2 separate regions of the Mus musculus genome follow, and region 2 is linked to region 1. The links are chromatin contacts, called in public HiChIP or PLAC-seq maps. All regions are on one chromosome and are shown on one strand. Each heading gives the region's core, a stretch centred on a gene start, on an enhancer-like site or on the middle of the called end of the contact. The rest is flanking DNA. Distances are from core to core; before and after follow the strand shown. Region 1 has its middle 41 kb from the start of Gm31614. Region 2 overlaps Cadm1 (cell adhesion molecule 1).

Evidence for each region. HiChIP or PLAC-seq counts read pairs in DNA pulled down with a chosen protein or histone mark.
Region 2: an H3K27ac HiChIP or PLAC-seq map of SST interneurons shows a contact between it and region 1, with 7 times the contacts expected there. The contact joins two enhancer-like sites. A contact is called at or near these places in 1 of 484 Hi-C or Micro-C datasets (cortical neurons) and 5 of 115 datasets of contacts at active chromatin or transcription factors (SST interneurons, astrocytes, embryonic basal ganglia and 2 more).

The regions. Positions count from the first base shown.
Region 1 is chr9:46,785,107-46,792,706 of GRCm38.p6, reverse strand. No RefSeq gene overlaps it. Among named protein-coding and RNA genes, the nearest start is that of Gm31614, 41 kb to the left of the region's middle. Within about 2 kb of position 4,291, at least 12 of the 459 cell types and tissues checked have an H3K27ac peak or open chromatin away from gene starts, as enhancers often do. A contact at or near this core is called in SST interneurons, where this site is marked.
Region 2 is chr9:47,694,930-47,702,529 of GRCm38.p6, reverse strand. The region is part of intron 1 of Cadm1 (cell adhesion molecule 1); the gene reads right to left. Among named protein-coding and RNA genes, the nearest start is that of Gm10677, 120 kb to the left of the region's middle. Within about 2 kb of position 2,614, at least 12 of the 459 cell types and tissues checked have an H3K27ac peak or open chromatin away from gene starts, as enhancers often do. A contact at or near this core is called in SST interneurons, where this site is marked.

The sequences.
Region 1 (7,600 bases), core at 3,042-5,541:
AGGGTTATACATTACAGGCTTAGTCCCAGCTACTGGGCTCAACCACTGAGAGGTGATTGGGTGGATCATGAGGGTCCCAACCTTATCTGTAGGTTCATCCATTCATGGATCCATAATTGGATAGTATTATTAGGAGGTAGTGGGAAGCATGACCTGATTGGATGAATTATTATGTTATTAAGGATATTCCTTTAAGTCAGTGGTTCTCAACCTTCCTAATGTTGTGACCCTTTAACATATATGCTCAAGTTGTGGTGATCCCCCCATGCCCCCAGCATAAAATTATTTTCCTTGCTACTTCATAATTGAAAATTTGCTATTGTTATGAATTGTAATGTAAATGCTTGCGTTTTCCAATGGTCTTAGGTGATCCCTGTGAAAGGGTCATCACCCCGAAGGGGTTTCAACTCACAAATTGAGAACCAATAACTTAAGTGGTGTCTTCTCCCAGGCTTCTCTCTCTCTCTCTCTCTCTCTCTCTCTCTCTCTCTCTCTCTCTCTCCTTCCTGTCTACAAATAAGCAAACAACTTTGTCTGTCATATATTCTTGTCACCACGTTGCTCTGCCCTACCATAAGGCCACAGAGAGTGCTAGAACAAGCCAGACATGGATTGAAACCCCCAGACCTGTGGGCCAAAACAAATCTCTCCCCCTTTTAGGACATTTCTTTGATATATTTATCATGGAGATGAAAAACTAACACAGTTTATATTTGGTGGGACATAAAACTGTACCTTTTATGGTTCTATATCTTTGAGAATCATCCTTACAACCTCATGGGCAGAAACTCTAGCTTTCTAATCACTATCCTGGTTCTGAACCCACTGGTTGCTGGGAACAAAATCAAGGATGAAAGATGGCTGGAGTCTCTGTAAGTAAATGATGGCCTGGCCACCTACAGAAGCCAGTGGATCTAGCCTGGTTCCACTTCCTGCAGGTAGCTCTGTCCAGATGACAGTCTCTATGGGGTGGGATACATGTGATAGTCTTTAGTATGTGTTCAGCTATTCCTGCCCTATGTGACATTGAAGGTAATGTCACCACAGGTTAGCCATAGCTACCTGGGCCCCCTGCCTGAGTCTATCTCCAACCCCCTAAATAGAGAGATTTCCAACTTATGTGCGCTCTGCTAGACAGCCCCACAGCTGCTCTTCCTATCCTGTTCCTTGGCTGTTTCAGATTCAGGGCATGCCTGGGCTTTCTATGGTACTCAGAGTGAAGGAGAGTTGCAATGGAAAGAACATCACTCCACCTTCTTGCCAGACTCACTACATTCCAGTACCTATTTTCCTTGGTCCAAGTTGCTTCAACAGGCCCTTGTCCCCCTTAGCTCCCATCACACATTCTCCCACTTTGGAAATCTCTAAGGAAGGAGCAAACAGAAGACACAGCCAGGCTCCCCCAGAATCCCCTTACCATCTGCAGCTATAATCACAAATGTTTCATTTGGCTCTAGAGTGAGATGTCAGCCTTTCTTATTGTGAGGTTCTCCTTTCTGGTCCCCATGAATAACCTCCTCAGGGCTCTGCTGCTTCCTCTGGCTTTGAAAGGGAGAGAGAAGTCCTGTGTTTTGCTTCTCCCTCCTTCCATTGACTTGAGGATTGAGCACTAGGAAGTTGGGAGAGGAGGCCAGGGCAGTGCTCCTTCCAAAATCCCAAAGAAGGTTCATACCTGGTATTTCTCTTTAGAATGATATTAAATTACAATTTCCTTGCATACAGCTGCTGGTTCCCCCAGGGTATCCTTGAAGGGTCAGTCAGGTCCCTCCCAGGAGGTTGTTGCAGCCTCTTGTGTAATGAGGCCTCCTCTGCAGTCCCTCAGTGGTCCTTTGCATTTGTATCTTCCTTGCTGTAGTCAGCTTAGCTGTTCGCAAGTCTTTCCAGGCAAGGCTCCCAGTACTTAAAATGCTTAAGCACCTTTTCATCTAGGATCCAGCACTGGGCCTGACATCTCTTGGACCCGTGATAAACGTTTAATGGATGGAAGAATGGAGGGAGTTAGCTTAAGAAACAAGGGTTGACATGAAGAACGTGAATATGTAATGGCTGGCTGAAGAATTAATGCTTCCCTGGTCCTGTCCCCACATCTCCTTGTTCTGTAGCCTCCCTGAGTGTTCTCGGAATCCCACCTGCTGATACCCTCAGCTTTCAGATTCCAGGAGAGCAGGCTGCCCAGTCTACGATAATGGAACTGTTAGCTCAGGAGGCCACAGCGTCACCGTGTAAAATCACAGTCTATTCTAGTCAAATTAACTAGGTAATACTCTGCATTAGTGTAAAATTCTCCATCAAACCATGAAGACTGGCATTTAAAACATTCGGGACCTGAGAACAGGAGGAGAGAGCAGAGGAAGTAGAAGAGAGCCATTGCTTTTCCTGGCAAGTCACGTTCAAAAGGTTTTTCAGCCCAAAGAAGCGGGGAAGATTCCACTCCAAAGATCCTCAAAGCCTGATCAGATGCTTCTGGCCGGGCCTCCTCCTCACCCAAGCCTTCAACTCCCTCACGGAGTTGGTGGTTTTGTTTTTGTTGGTTTTTGATTTTGTTTCTTTTCTGACATCACTGGCTACCATGGTTCAAACAGGAACTATCTTCCACGGAGACGCAGAGACATAGCAGGTGGTGGCACTGCTTTTGGGAGCTGTGGAACCTTAAGTGAGTAAGCCCTCACTGGAGGAAATAGGTCACGAGGGGAAAGCCCTGAGCTTATATAGCCAGGTTCTCCCTCTTGTCTACTCCCCTCTTCCTATCTTTAGGTGTAATGTAGCCATCTTCCTAGCACCCCACCTCGTGGCTTTATCCCACCATGGTGGGCTACATCCCATCAAGTTAAAAGGCAAAACACTCACCTCCTTCCTTACATTGCTTCTCAGTGACTATTCAGCCACAAGAAAAATAACAATATGCTAACACTGCACCACGCCCTCACATGACATGTTGGATGAACTTGGGGGAGGGCTGTATCAGACCAGAGGAAGAATAAAAGATGCTCCTTGAAGCAAACCTTACACAGTGTCCCCAGTACCATCTGCATGCTTACCTTCTAGGTAGTCACCCTTACATCCTCCATTCCAAAATAATAAATTCAGGCATCTTACATTCCCGGCAGTGTTCAAGGGATCTCTGGTCACTGGGATTGAACAGGCACTATCCTGGAATCTTGACTGGCTATTATTGTCATCAGCATCTTGTTCTGTCAATAACACATTTATTGAATACCTCCCACACCCCAAATGGACTAGAGGAGGGGACTTTGGGGAAGGGTCTTAGGCCTAGATGGCAAGTGGCCTGTGAACCTGAGGGATGGGACTACACACCCTTTATCTTTCAGATCTCCATTTTGGGTCTCCACTGTGACAAGCCGGTTGGTGCTCTGCAAACGCTGCATTCAGTGACAAAAAGAAAAGTAACAGCAGCAATGAGTCAACGCACCGCCTCATACACCCATCAAGCTGGCAGCCAGTCATCCCAGCCCCTCGGGGCTCAGTCCTAGAGCCCCTGCAGGAAGGGGAGAAGGAGGCGGCCTCCCAGGGGACTTATTCCATGCTGAGGTAGCATACTGGCTGCCGTGCCCTGGGGAGTCAGCTCTCTGCGTAAACGCACAGATAGACAGATAGAGCATATTAAGCATACAACATTGAGGGGCCCCGTTTGGGAAAGACATTGATTCTAAGTGGCTGTTTGCCATTGACAAGCCACATCACTGAGGCTAAAACAGACAGCTTTGGGTTATCTGGCTCATATCCCCCTATCTCTGCAGTTCCCCCCACGTGGGCACACATGCACCCCAGGGCCCCTGCTTGCTCTAGCCCTGTGACCAAGCTGATGCTACATTCTGGGTGGCAGACTCGCTTGGCAGAGACCAGATGCCAGCACATCCCTCCCTGTCCCCTGGGGTTCCCAGGCCCAGCTGCAGCAAGCAGGCAGCCTTGAGACCCCACCGTCCCCATCCATCCTTCCTCTCCCAGAGCCCATCAGCTCATCTCCCTGTCTCCTGGTCCCCTCTTCCACTCCAGCCTCCCTCCTTGCTGTTTTTGCCTGTGTGGGCAGGCAGCAAAACCATAGGAATACATTAACATTTCCTTAATTCTATCTGCGCCTCCAAAACTCTGAGTCACAACTGGGTAGGTTTTCATGCCCGGTGAACTGTCAGCCTCATTCCGAAGTGCCGTTTTCTACTTGGGTCCTAGATCAACAGAGGGACAAGTGTCAGGCTCCTATGGGGGTAGGAGATGACCCCTGACTGGTCCTGCAGTGATAAAAGGACAGGTCCTATGCTTTGCTTCCTCTGGTAATTTTCCACCTTCTACGAAGTGCAGTTAACCCACCTCATCTCACTGCTGTGCAAACTCAGGCACACAGATCTGAACTGCCTTCTTTGAGTCTCTCTCAACTCATCATGAAAGAGGCAAGGCCATGTCCACACCCCATCCTGCCGACCTTTCGGTTAATGGGAACATTTCAGGGAATACCTAGCCCTTCCCTAGACTTGGATAATGCAAGTTCCACCTGTTGCAAGATGTACACAGCCTCAGACAAGCTTGCTTGGCTAGCAGTGTTTGAGAAAGAGGCACACCTGAATGGTACATGCCTTAGCAGAGTGGGAGTTCTCCACCTGCCCATGAGGCATCCACTTCTTCTTGCTATAGCCAGCTCCATATTCACACAGATGAGACCCTACTGCTCAGAAATTGCTCATCTACTTTGACACATAGGAGTCTGTACTCAAGGTGGCTTGCTAGGCAGTGAGTAGACACAAACATGTATGTGGGGTTCGTCCCCCTCTGCAAAGCAGACAGTCATAGAAAAATAGACACACTGAGTATCTGAAAGCTGGCAGCAGGAGTACCAAGATGTACCAAGATGGGCTAGAGGCCAGGAGAAAAGACCGTGTGGTGATCCTAACAAAATGGCTCCCATGGGTCCATGGAGACTGGCACTATTAGGAGGTGTGGCCTTGGTGGAGTAGGTGTAGCTTTGTTGGAGGAAATATGTCACTAAGGGGTGGGCTTTGAGGTCTCAGAAGCTTAAAGCAGGCCTAGTGGCTCTCAGTTCACTTCCTGCTGCCTGTGGATGAAAATGGAGATGTTTTGACTCCTCTAGCACCAAGTCTACCTGCATGCCGCCATGCTTCCCGCCATGATGATAATGGACCAAACATCAGAAACCTGTAAGCCAGGCCCAATTAAATGTTTTCCTTTATAGGAGTTGCTAGGGTCAGAGTGTCTCTTCACAGCAATAAAACCCTAAGACAGAAAGCAACCACACAGTGGGTGAGGGCTGGGAGGGAACAGGACAGGCCATCAAAATAAAACCCATCTTCTTTGCCAAAACAAAACTCAACTTCAGATACCTAAATAAAGATGTCTCCTTGATCCTACCCACACAACTCCCATTTGGCCCACGGCTCTGAGCCATTCCCTCCCCCACAGGAATGAGCCTAGACTCCTGACTCAGGGGTCATGTCTCAGGTCCAAGCTCTTGACATTTATGGTTGTTCTCAAGGGACGATCCACCCCTCTCTGGATTAGCATCAGGGAACTGGGGAAAGAAAAGACTGATCCTTCTTGAGAACAAGGATTGAGCAGGCAGAGACTGTGGGGCCAGACCACATATAGGCATGGGCAGGACAGAGTACAGACTACATTTGTCCTCAGAAACCCAAGACAGCAGCTGTGCTTAGATCTGTGTTGAGCTTGTGACAACATTAGGAGTCCAACTCATTAGCTGAGCCCGACAGCAGGGACTATCATGCAGATGTTTCTAAAGGAACTCCAGCCAGAGTTGCTGTAGAAGTAACATGTTGCAAACAACAACAACAAAAACAGATTAAACTTTCTACCTGAGCTTGGTGGTACAGAGCTGCACCCTTCTCCCTGGGAAGTAGAGACCAGAATATCAGTAGTTTGTGGCCAGCCTCTGCTGCATGGTGAATCTGGGACAAGTTTAGGCAATAGGAGACTCTGGGTCAAAACAAAGATACAGACAGACGAAAAGATGGTAAATCAGAGTGAATTCTTTTCAGTGTTGAGGGGCATTTGCTCCCTGCTAAGTTTCTTTCAGAAGCACCAAGTTGATGGCAGAGCTGAGACCATACCTCTTTTTCTTAACCACCACACTCCTAAATGTACCTTTGAAGTTTTATTGAGATATAGTTCATATGCCACGCAATATAATTTAATGGTTATATAACCATCAAATAAAAGGTTTTGGAACCTTTTGTCACCTGCCCACCCCACCCTCCACAAAAGAAACCCCATATAGGTTAGCTATCATGACCCAATCCCAGGCCTGAAGGACCATGAATTTTCTTTATATTTCTATGGAGTTCCCTATCCTGGAATTTCATACGAATGAACTCACATAGCATGTGTTGCTTTGTGGCCTGGTTCCTTTCATTTAGCATGCTTACCATACTTTTCAACACTTCTGTCCTTTGTAAGGGCAAATGAGAGTGCACAGTATACATGTTTACCATTTGTGACTTTAGCATATTCTTGGCTGGTAAATGGGTTAAGAGCCCACTACAGGCATTGTATGTGAGATCCTGAACATCATACATATTGCATGTATGGTAGTGAAACAAAGGTAAGAAAGAATATTTTAAAACCACTGACCACCAGTGGCCATCATCCTCTGGGGTTTCCTGCAGGCTTTGTCCTACACTGATGAAGTTCCAGGCCCAGGACACACTTTTGGCTGACATTCAGTAACTTTCTTCACAAAGCTCACATGTGTGCACGTGCCTATCTTCTTCATCATGTCCCATGGTAGGACCCAACAGTTTCCTGCTCCTAGTCTCTGTCCTGAGACAGAGATACTCTCTGCAACTAGAGAGAAGCCAATAAACTTCTTTCCCTTTGTGTGTTAGTGCCCTGTCCCCTGGTGTACAACTTGAGAAAATGTTGGCTCTCTTAGGTAACGGAGAACTTTATGAAGCTGAAAGAAAACTCAGATACATGGATGTTATCTGATTTTACAGGTAAGGAGGTGAAAGCTAGGACCCAGAGAGTTATTTTCCAAGAATATCCCAAGACTGGGAAATTACTGATCCAGTTAGCTACCACTGCTCAATAAATAACTCTAGAACTTAGTACCTAAAAGCAACCTCATTTATTTATCTCACGATCTGTAGATTGGGAATTCAGCCTAGATTCAGCTGGGATCCCTTGTGCAATCTGTGGCCACCTGCAGGTCAATGAGGTGGCTCTGCTTCTAGGGTTCAACTGACTGTCAATTTGGCATGAGGGACAATTGGGCCACGTGTCTCCTACCATTTCATCCAGCAGGCTGGGCTGGATGGCAGCAAGGTCCTAACAATGTGAATAGAAGCAGGTGGGCTTTTGAGGACTAGGTTTGGGACTAACATACCATGGGGCATTCTGTTGACCCGAACAAGTCACAGAACAGCTCAGATTCAAAAAGTGTGAGTATATAGTCAACCCTTTGGTGGTAGTTGCTGCAAAGCCATGTGTTAAAGTATAGGGATGTAAAGAACTGTGGCCACCTTTTACAGTGGTGAGCCAGGACTAGAATTCAAGTCTCCATAAGCAAGGCACAGAGTTCCTTCTGAGTCCTATATTGCCCAACCCTTCTCTGCTT
Region 2 (7,600 bases), core at 1,365-3,864, 910 kb before region 1:
GCCTACCAGATGACATTCACAAATACTCACCCAGGCAGAGCTACTGGGATAGAGATGTAACAAAGACGAAGCATGGGCCTTTAGTTTTCCCAGGCTCCTCTCTCCCAGGTGAACGGGGATGAAGCTGACAAATTCCCTTATTCAACACATTTATTGATCCAATTGCCCCAGTTTTTGTGAAGTTTTCTAACAATGCTCAGTGACTTCAAAGTTGCAGGAGGAAAACAGATGGCAAAGGAAGGACCTAGTTTGGAAATTCTCAAAGAAGGCTGTGCAAAAGAGATGTACGGGCCAAGCATAGCCACCGAGGGACACTGGGTATCACAGAAGGGGCTGTCCAGCCTCCTCACTCTCATCTTCCCACAATGGAAAACAAGGGGAGACCAAGGAATGAAAGGGGGCAGACAGGACGTTTCTAGAGAAGCATGGGGGAAGTGTAACACGGGCGGTGTACATTGGAAGGCTGCTTCAAAGAGAAGCTAATAGAGTTTGAAACTCCGAGAGTGGAGCAGATCTATCAGGTGTGGCATGTGTGTGCACAGCTGAAGTCGAATAAAGATGAAGGTCATTTGAGATGAGGGAGTCAGAGAACTGGGATGTAAGTACTAGAAATGCCATTAAAGGGATGTGACACCTCCTCAGGGTTCTGTGTGACTCCTGGAGAACAGGGAGAGACCACTTGGAAGCAACTCTGGCTCCATGGTTACTGCTAGGGAGGAGGCCTGGGCAGTGGGAACTCGAAGCTCAACGGGCCTGGTGCTTCTGTACTGTGCTAGTCTGGCCCGCAAAGGTCTTCTGATTTCTGCATTAAAAGTCTGTCCTTAACATGTAGCTCTGTTGGAAGATGGAACCTTCAGAAACGGAGCCTTGGGGGAGGAAGTTAGGATATTGGGGGCATGCCACGGAAGAGGGCATTAGTACTCCAACTCTTCTCTCAAGGCAGACTTCTTCTGTTATCTCTCCCAGCCTGACCCTCCATGCAAAGGAACATGGTCAACTCACAGTGAATTGACACCTTTGAACTGGAAGCCAAATAAACTTTTCCCCCTTAAACTTCTCTCAGCCATTGCGTCACAACAGTGCAAACGTGCAAGCTTAGTTGTCAGTTTTCAAAGTTAGAACGAGGGTTTTAGAGACCAAAGGAGGGGACATTGAAGCCACCCTTTGTCTGCCGTTCACAGCAGCTTGCTGGCAGACTCTGGTTATTTCTTTAAGAGTAATTAAGTCATCGCAACTGAGAAATAAAGGTGAAGTGAGAGGAAATGAGCTGAGAGGAAATAAGGAGAGTCATGAAAGATAGATACCCCCCTTTTCAGCTGAGGAGTAGAAGAGGGAGTGGCATTCCCTAGCCACTTGGAAGCCTATTCTCCCCTCAGATCACCACTGCCACCAAACCCCACCCGATGTCTTAATGTCTTTCCCCAGCATTCTCTATTTCCCCTGCACACACGGAGCCACGTCAGCCCCACCTCACCAGATCCTCACCTCCCATCCCAAGGGCTTGCTGGCCTATTCCCCCATCAGCTCTTCCAAACCAACACCACGGAAACAGAATTTGCTGTCTCCCTTCTCCTCTGCTGTCTGGTCACTCACACCAGAAAGCCATCTTGTAAAACCTGCTTGGTCTCTACTTTCTCTCTTTCCCCATTCCCAACTGATGAACAAACCCCAAGGCTTACAACTACATTGCAAACCATTCCTTCTCTTCCATTCTGACTCCACCCTCAGGGCCTGGCATCTTTATTCACCCAATTCCCCATGAGTTCCTACCTGGTTCTATAGACCTCTAACATGCTCTCCACACCACCCCAGCTCCATCTGTCCTAAAAAAAAAACAAAACAAAACATCCAGCCACACCAACTTACATACTCACTGAAAACTGTCCATGGCTCTCGAGGCCTACTGGGAGTTCCATAAGCTCCAAGTCATGACGTGTTAAAAGCCTCACAAAACCCCTGGGAGGATCCCAATGATTGAAAGCCAAGAGGTGTTTGCAAAGCTCTCAACCATTAGCCAATGGTTCTTAGCCTTTAGGGGGTTACAGTCTTTTTGGACAGTCTGATAAAAGCTCCGGTGCTTAATCAAAAGCATGAACACATGCCTTTGCCTTTGCCTACAAGTAAACTCTGACAGCCAAATTTTAGGGCATCTATGGATGCTCAAAGACAATCCAGAGTAAGACCCCCTCACTGCGGTACGTATTACTTTCGCATGGGTACACAGAATTGCAGTATCATCCCAACAGCATTCCAGCCCCACAAACAAGCCATCAGCTCTCCTGTGGGCAGTCTGATTATTCATGCAGATGTCTAAAATATTCATCAGCAGGGTCACTGGGCACACAGTGGAGATGGACAGACAATGAGTACAGTAGTTAGCATACAGGCTCACAGTCATTTCATCTGAGTGCAGCTGTCCCGACGCACAACTGTTTGAAAAGAACAGGTTATTTTGAAAACAATCAGCTGAATTGAGTCAAAAAACAAAAAAAAAAAAAACAAAAAAAAAAAAAAAAAAAAAAAACAAAACCAAACTGGCCAGTAGGCCTTCATTCTAACTGAATGGAAATGCAGTGAGGTTCCTTCCTCTTCACGTAGCTCAGTGATGCAAACACAGACATGCAGAAGCTGGTCCACAGCATTGGAGCTCATTACTCATGAGCCTGCTCCGTGCAGCTGCATCCTATTCCTCACAGCTTGGCTTAGCCGTGTTTGTCTGTATGTCCTTCTACAGGTCTGTGCTCCCACACCGCGTGTGTCAGTTCTCAAGGAAGAAGGAGGGGAGCCAGGTGATAGTGTGACAGAACTTGCACAGGCATGGGCTCTAAGGGCAATACATTGGAGGCTCTTTCCCTAGAGACTGGCCCTAAAACCCACATCCAAAAGCACTGACTGTCAGGAAAGGTTGGAGCAATACCAATGACTGACCATGCCAATCACAGGTGACAGAACACCACACTTCTCGGTGTGTCAGAGAGTCAGAGTACCAACACAGACTAGGAACTCTGTACTACTAAACGGACATAAGAAAGGAACACTGGCCTGTAAGTGTGAACCTTTTAAAATAAGCATTTCATTAACTGTTTTTACTTGCATTCTGAAGATTAATATTTCGGTACGTAATATTCTAAGACAGATTCCTTTGGACATCTGAGTTGATGTCTTTTTCCCTTGATAAATTTCCAACAAGAAGTTTCAGAAATCATCCAAGACTTCCAGCTGTGCTTTTCAAAAAGCACCTGTACTTCCCTATTCTGTCAGCAGATGGCACTCTCACGCACTGGCAGGCCAGAACAATCATAAATCTAACAGGACTACATTAGAGGTGTGGCTTGCACATCTTGGGGGTCAGAGTCATTTTTAAATTTAAAGTTAATTGAGGGCCTCAAAGAAATTTGTTTACTTGGGCTATGCATATAGACTGTCATCACATTAGAAATCAAAACAAGAAATTGATTCTTACTAATCCAATTAAGATATAACAAATCCATTACATGCTATCAAAGACATTTTAGCACAAACAGCTACATTTTCCAAGGGATGAGATTAGGGAAAGGAAGTCTTGGCAAGTCTCTTAGTGTTTGGTTTACTAGAAGACACCTGGCTTCCCATGTTTGCCGTTTTAGCCTGTTGCCATGAGCTGTTTGTGTTCAGCAATATAAAAAGCACCAGCCTCACACAGCTATGTGGTTGGAACCGGGAAGAGGGCTTAGTAGTTCCTGGTGATGGTGATGGGTACTGATGCTAGACTGAAATCCGCAATTGTTGGCTTTATAATGGATAGTCAGGGTGTAGTACCTGAAGCCATGACAGGGAACTTTCCATGCGGTCACAGGGAAGTCAGTCAGCTGGCCACTGTTGCACCTCTGTCCATGAATTTTTTACCCACCTGTGAATTTTAGCATCATACTATAGTCATTTAGAAATCAGCCATTCACTGGGCTGCACAGTTCTTCTGGCATGTTCCATAACTCAGCATCATGGCATCACTATGGCCACCTCTCTCAGGAGAGTTGTCTCTACGTCTTAGAAAATCTATCAAGTGCGAAGTGGTGGGTGAAGCTTTTTAATAATTCTTATTTTCCATTCAAAGCTTGAATGTTGTTGCTGACAATACACATCGCCCATTATTCCCTAGAAACGACAGGCTCATTTTATTTTCCAAAAACATCTGCCTAACACCCATGCCTTAATAGCCAGGGTGGTTATCACTATTGAGAAACAGTGAATGATGTTCCATGGATTTCCGAGTTAGTTCCATTTACAACGCAAACACATCAGCGCTCCTTCCCAGATGACCAGGGAAGCCTTTGTGCCCCTCGACTTCATAAACTTCTAGAAACACACAGGCCAAGAGCTGATAGAAGTAATCACTCTCTTCTGGTTCATCGGGACATTCATTTGTACTGTGTGTGAAAAGCACAGGAATCTTGGGACAGTCTGGTGCCACTGAGATGACTCGGGTTAGTGACGTGTAAACTGCACCGCTGCTTCTGTACGGACACTGACACACTAGGAGTCTCAGGATCAGGTTGAGTTCATGGATTCTCTGAAAGGAGCATGGGTGCTCCAGGGTTGGATCACACTTGGACAGGTGTGCCTCACCTAGCCTCAGATACTTTGGAGTTACATAGATAGTGACTTGACTGGGCCTGTTTCACAAACTCAGGATTACTTATCAAGGAACCTTAGGTGGGAAAATGGCTGGAGGGAAAAGTGAAAGGATTTTTGGTCAATCTGTATTCTTTTCATTGCTCTGTATAAAAATTAAAATAAAATATGCCATTATTTGAAACAAAAACAGTGCCACAGTGGGGGGAGAACAAGTGTGAGCCTTAGTAGTCAGGCCTTTGTTTCCAAACATCTGGTTAATGGGAGTCCCTGTTCAGTTTCCTCATTGACTCTCCATGCCTACTCTTGGATTCTACCCTTTGTAAAATTGTTGTGTATATTAGAAGAGGGGGGCACGAAGTGGGGGGATCGAAAGGATAGGGTACATTTGGAAGGAGTGGGGGTGGATATAAAGATATACTATATTAAGTTCTCAAATAATTAACAAAACATTCTATTAAATAAAAAAATAAAAGTGAGAATATGGATGTCCAAAAGAAAAAAGGAAAAAAAAAAAAAAAAAAAAAGGCCGGGTGGTGCACGCCTTTAATCCCAGCACTTGGGAGGCAGATGCAGGCAGATTTCTGAGTTCAAGGCCAGCCTGGTCTACAGAGGGAGTTCCAGGACAGGCAGGGCTATACAGAGAAACCCTGTCTCGGAAAACCAACCAAACAACCAACCAAACACACACACACACACACACACGAGAGAGAGAGAGAGAGAGAGAGAGAGAGAGAGAGAGAGAGAGAGAGAGAGAGAGAGAGAGAGAGAGAGAGACACTATGGATGTGATACACATGTGTGCCCACAAACACACACACACACACACACACACACACACACACACACACACACAGACACAGACACAGACACACACACATGAAACATGCACATGAAACAAAACAAGAAGTTGGGAAATACTAGATTTCTGTTCTGGCTTGATGTATATATTTACAATTTAATCCTTTACAAAGATTAGTAGATCTCACCGACGGACTGAGCAGCTCTGTCATTTCAGTTGTGAAGCTAAAAATAAGTCTGGGAGTGCTCTTCCAACTTCTGAGAGAAGTACAGCATCAGTGAGCATTTACACAGCATCTCATGGAAGCAGCACCAGTGAATTGAAGATACTCTCTCTCCTTGACGCGTGCTCTGTCACAGTTATTCCTAGTAACCATTCATTAAATACTCTAGAGACGTTTGAGTGTTTAAAAGCTTCACGCACACCCTCCGCTGCATTTCTTTCATCCTCACACATTGAACGAACTGTCTCATAGTAACGCTAGCACCATTTTACAGAGGGGGAGATTGAGGGTTGGAACATCATTTTGTTCACTAATACAACCAGATGGATTCTATAAAACCAAGAGTGCTTAACTCTCACTGACTCCAGATATAATTTCCTAATTCCTTCCTCTGTCAAGTGGCTCCTGGGGCCAGCAGTTCTGCTTTGTGCCTGAAGGTATCTCTTAGATGTTCCCTAGTTTCTTAGCATCCCATGAATTAGAGGCTGTATAATCCGCACTTGGTGCCTGTCTTTGCAAAATTGCTGTGGACGCTGCCCCTTGGAAATACAAATTTGCCTCTACAGCTGCTAAGTGCCTAGCTTACCAATGTGCTGTCTGACTATCTGAGCACAGATCTTTTCCAGCACACCCAGACTGCTGTATCTCTTTTGAACACGTCACTTGTTTCTCTTCTACCATGCAGCCACACTCCTCTTTTTGAGTAAAATGTGCCTTTTCCAGATCTACTGAGGCTCCATCCGAGATTCACATACCTGGGCTCTTCGCTAACCTTCCTTCCCAAAGCCCCTCCACTCTTCTTCCTGTCCTGTATCATCCCAAGCAAAAGTATCCTTTCTTCACTTTTCACCCTCTTTGGAGTTCTCACAGTTCCTACCACTGTCCTTTAAATAAACTAGAGACCCACAAATGTTGTTGAATTAACACACCACCGAGTGGTGATAATGATGCCAGTTTGATAATGGTTTATTAAAAATCCACTTCTCGGGGAACTTAGATAGAAATGTTATGAGAGGGTCACACTGCTGCCTCTGGTCATAAATCACCCGAGATGACCAGGAAAAAAAAACAATTACCAGCTCTGCACTGAAGTGGGATTTCAGTTCTGTTCTAAGAGATTGGGAAGCTAAGCACAAGGCTGTGGCATCCAGTTGGCCTGGAGTACAGTGTAATGGCTTGGGTTATAAAATACCAGTCTGCAGTTCAGGCTTTCCTCAGGAAGTGAATGAATGAATGAATGAATGAATGAATGAATGAATGAACTGGGGCAAGGCTCACACTTCTACAAATTTTCGGGGGGGGGGGGGGGGCAATGAGACCAGCACCATCAATGCTAGCATGTACAACAGAATGGCTCACTAGACACTATCATAATCATTTTGTATATATTAGTTCCTTGAGTAAACACAAAAGGTGACCAAGTAGGGACCATTATCAACTGTATTTTATAGATGGGAAAATTAAATGGCAGAAAGGTACAAGAAATGGGCCCAAGATAACTCACACATATAGGAAGCCACAGAGCTGAGTTACAATGTGACTGAGGCACTCCCACACTCTACCTAACTTCATGCTCATGTCTCCAAGTTTGGGGGGGCAGGGGGAACAGAAAGAGCCACTGTTATCTAAATCACACCAGTGTCCCTAAATGTACTGTTTCTCTAAAGAAGATTCTAGTTTCTTTGAGCCCAACATGTGTTCAAGTACTATACTCACTTAAACCTGTGATGGCTCCCTGGACCAATGTAGAATCCAGGCTGTGGAAAAGCGACTGGCTGTGCTTGCTCATAGAGTGGAGCTCAGTGTCCTAGTCTAGTACACGCCATGACTCAAGTCCCCTGAGGTACAGGTGACTGTGTCATGCACTGCTTCCTCTCCACATATCTAGGCACTGCTCCTGGTAAGGAGTGTAAGAGAGCAGAAGACTGCGCATGCTTCATGGGTCGCAAGACGCCATATGATCCC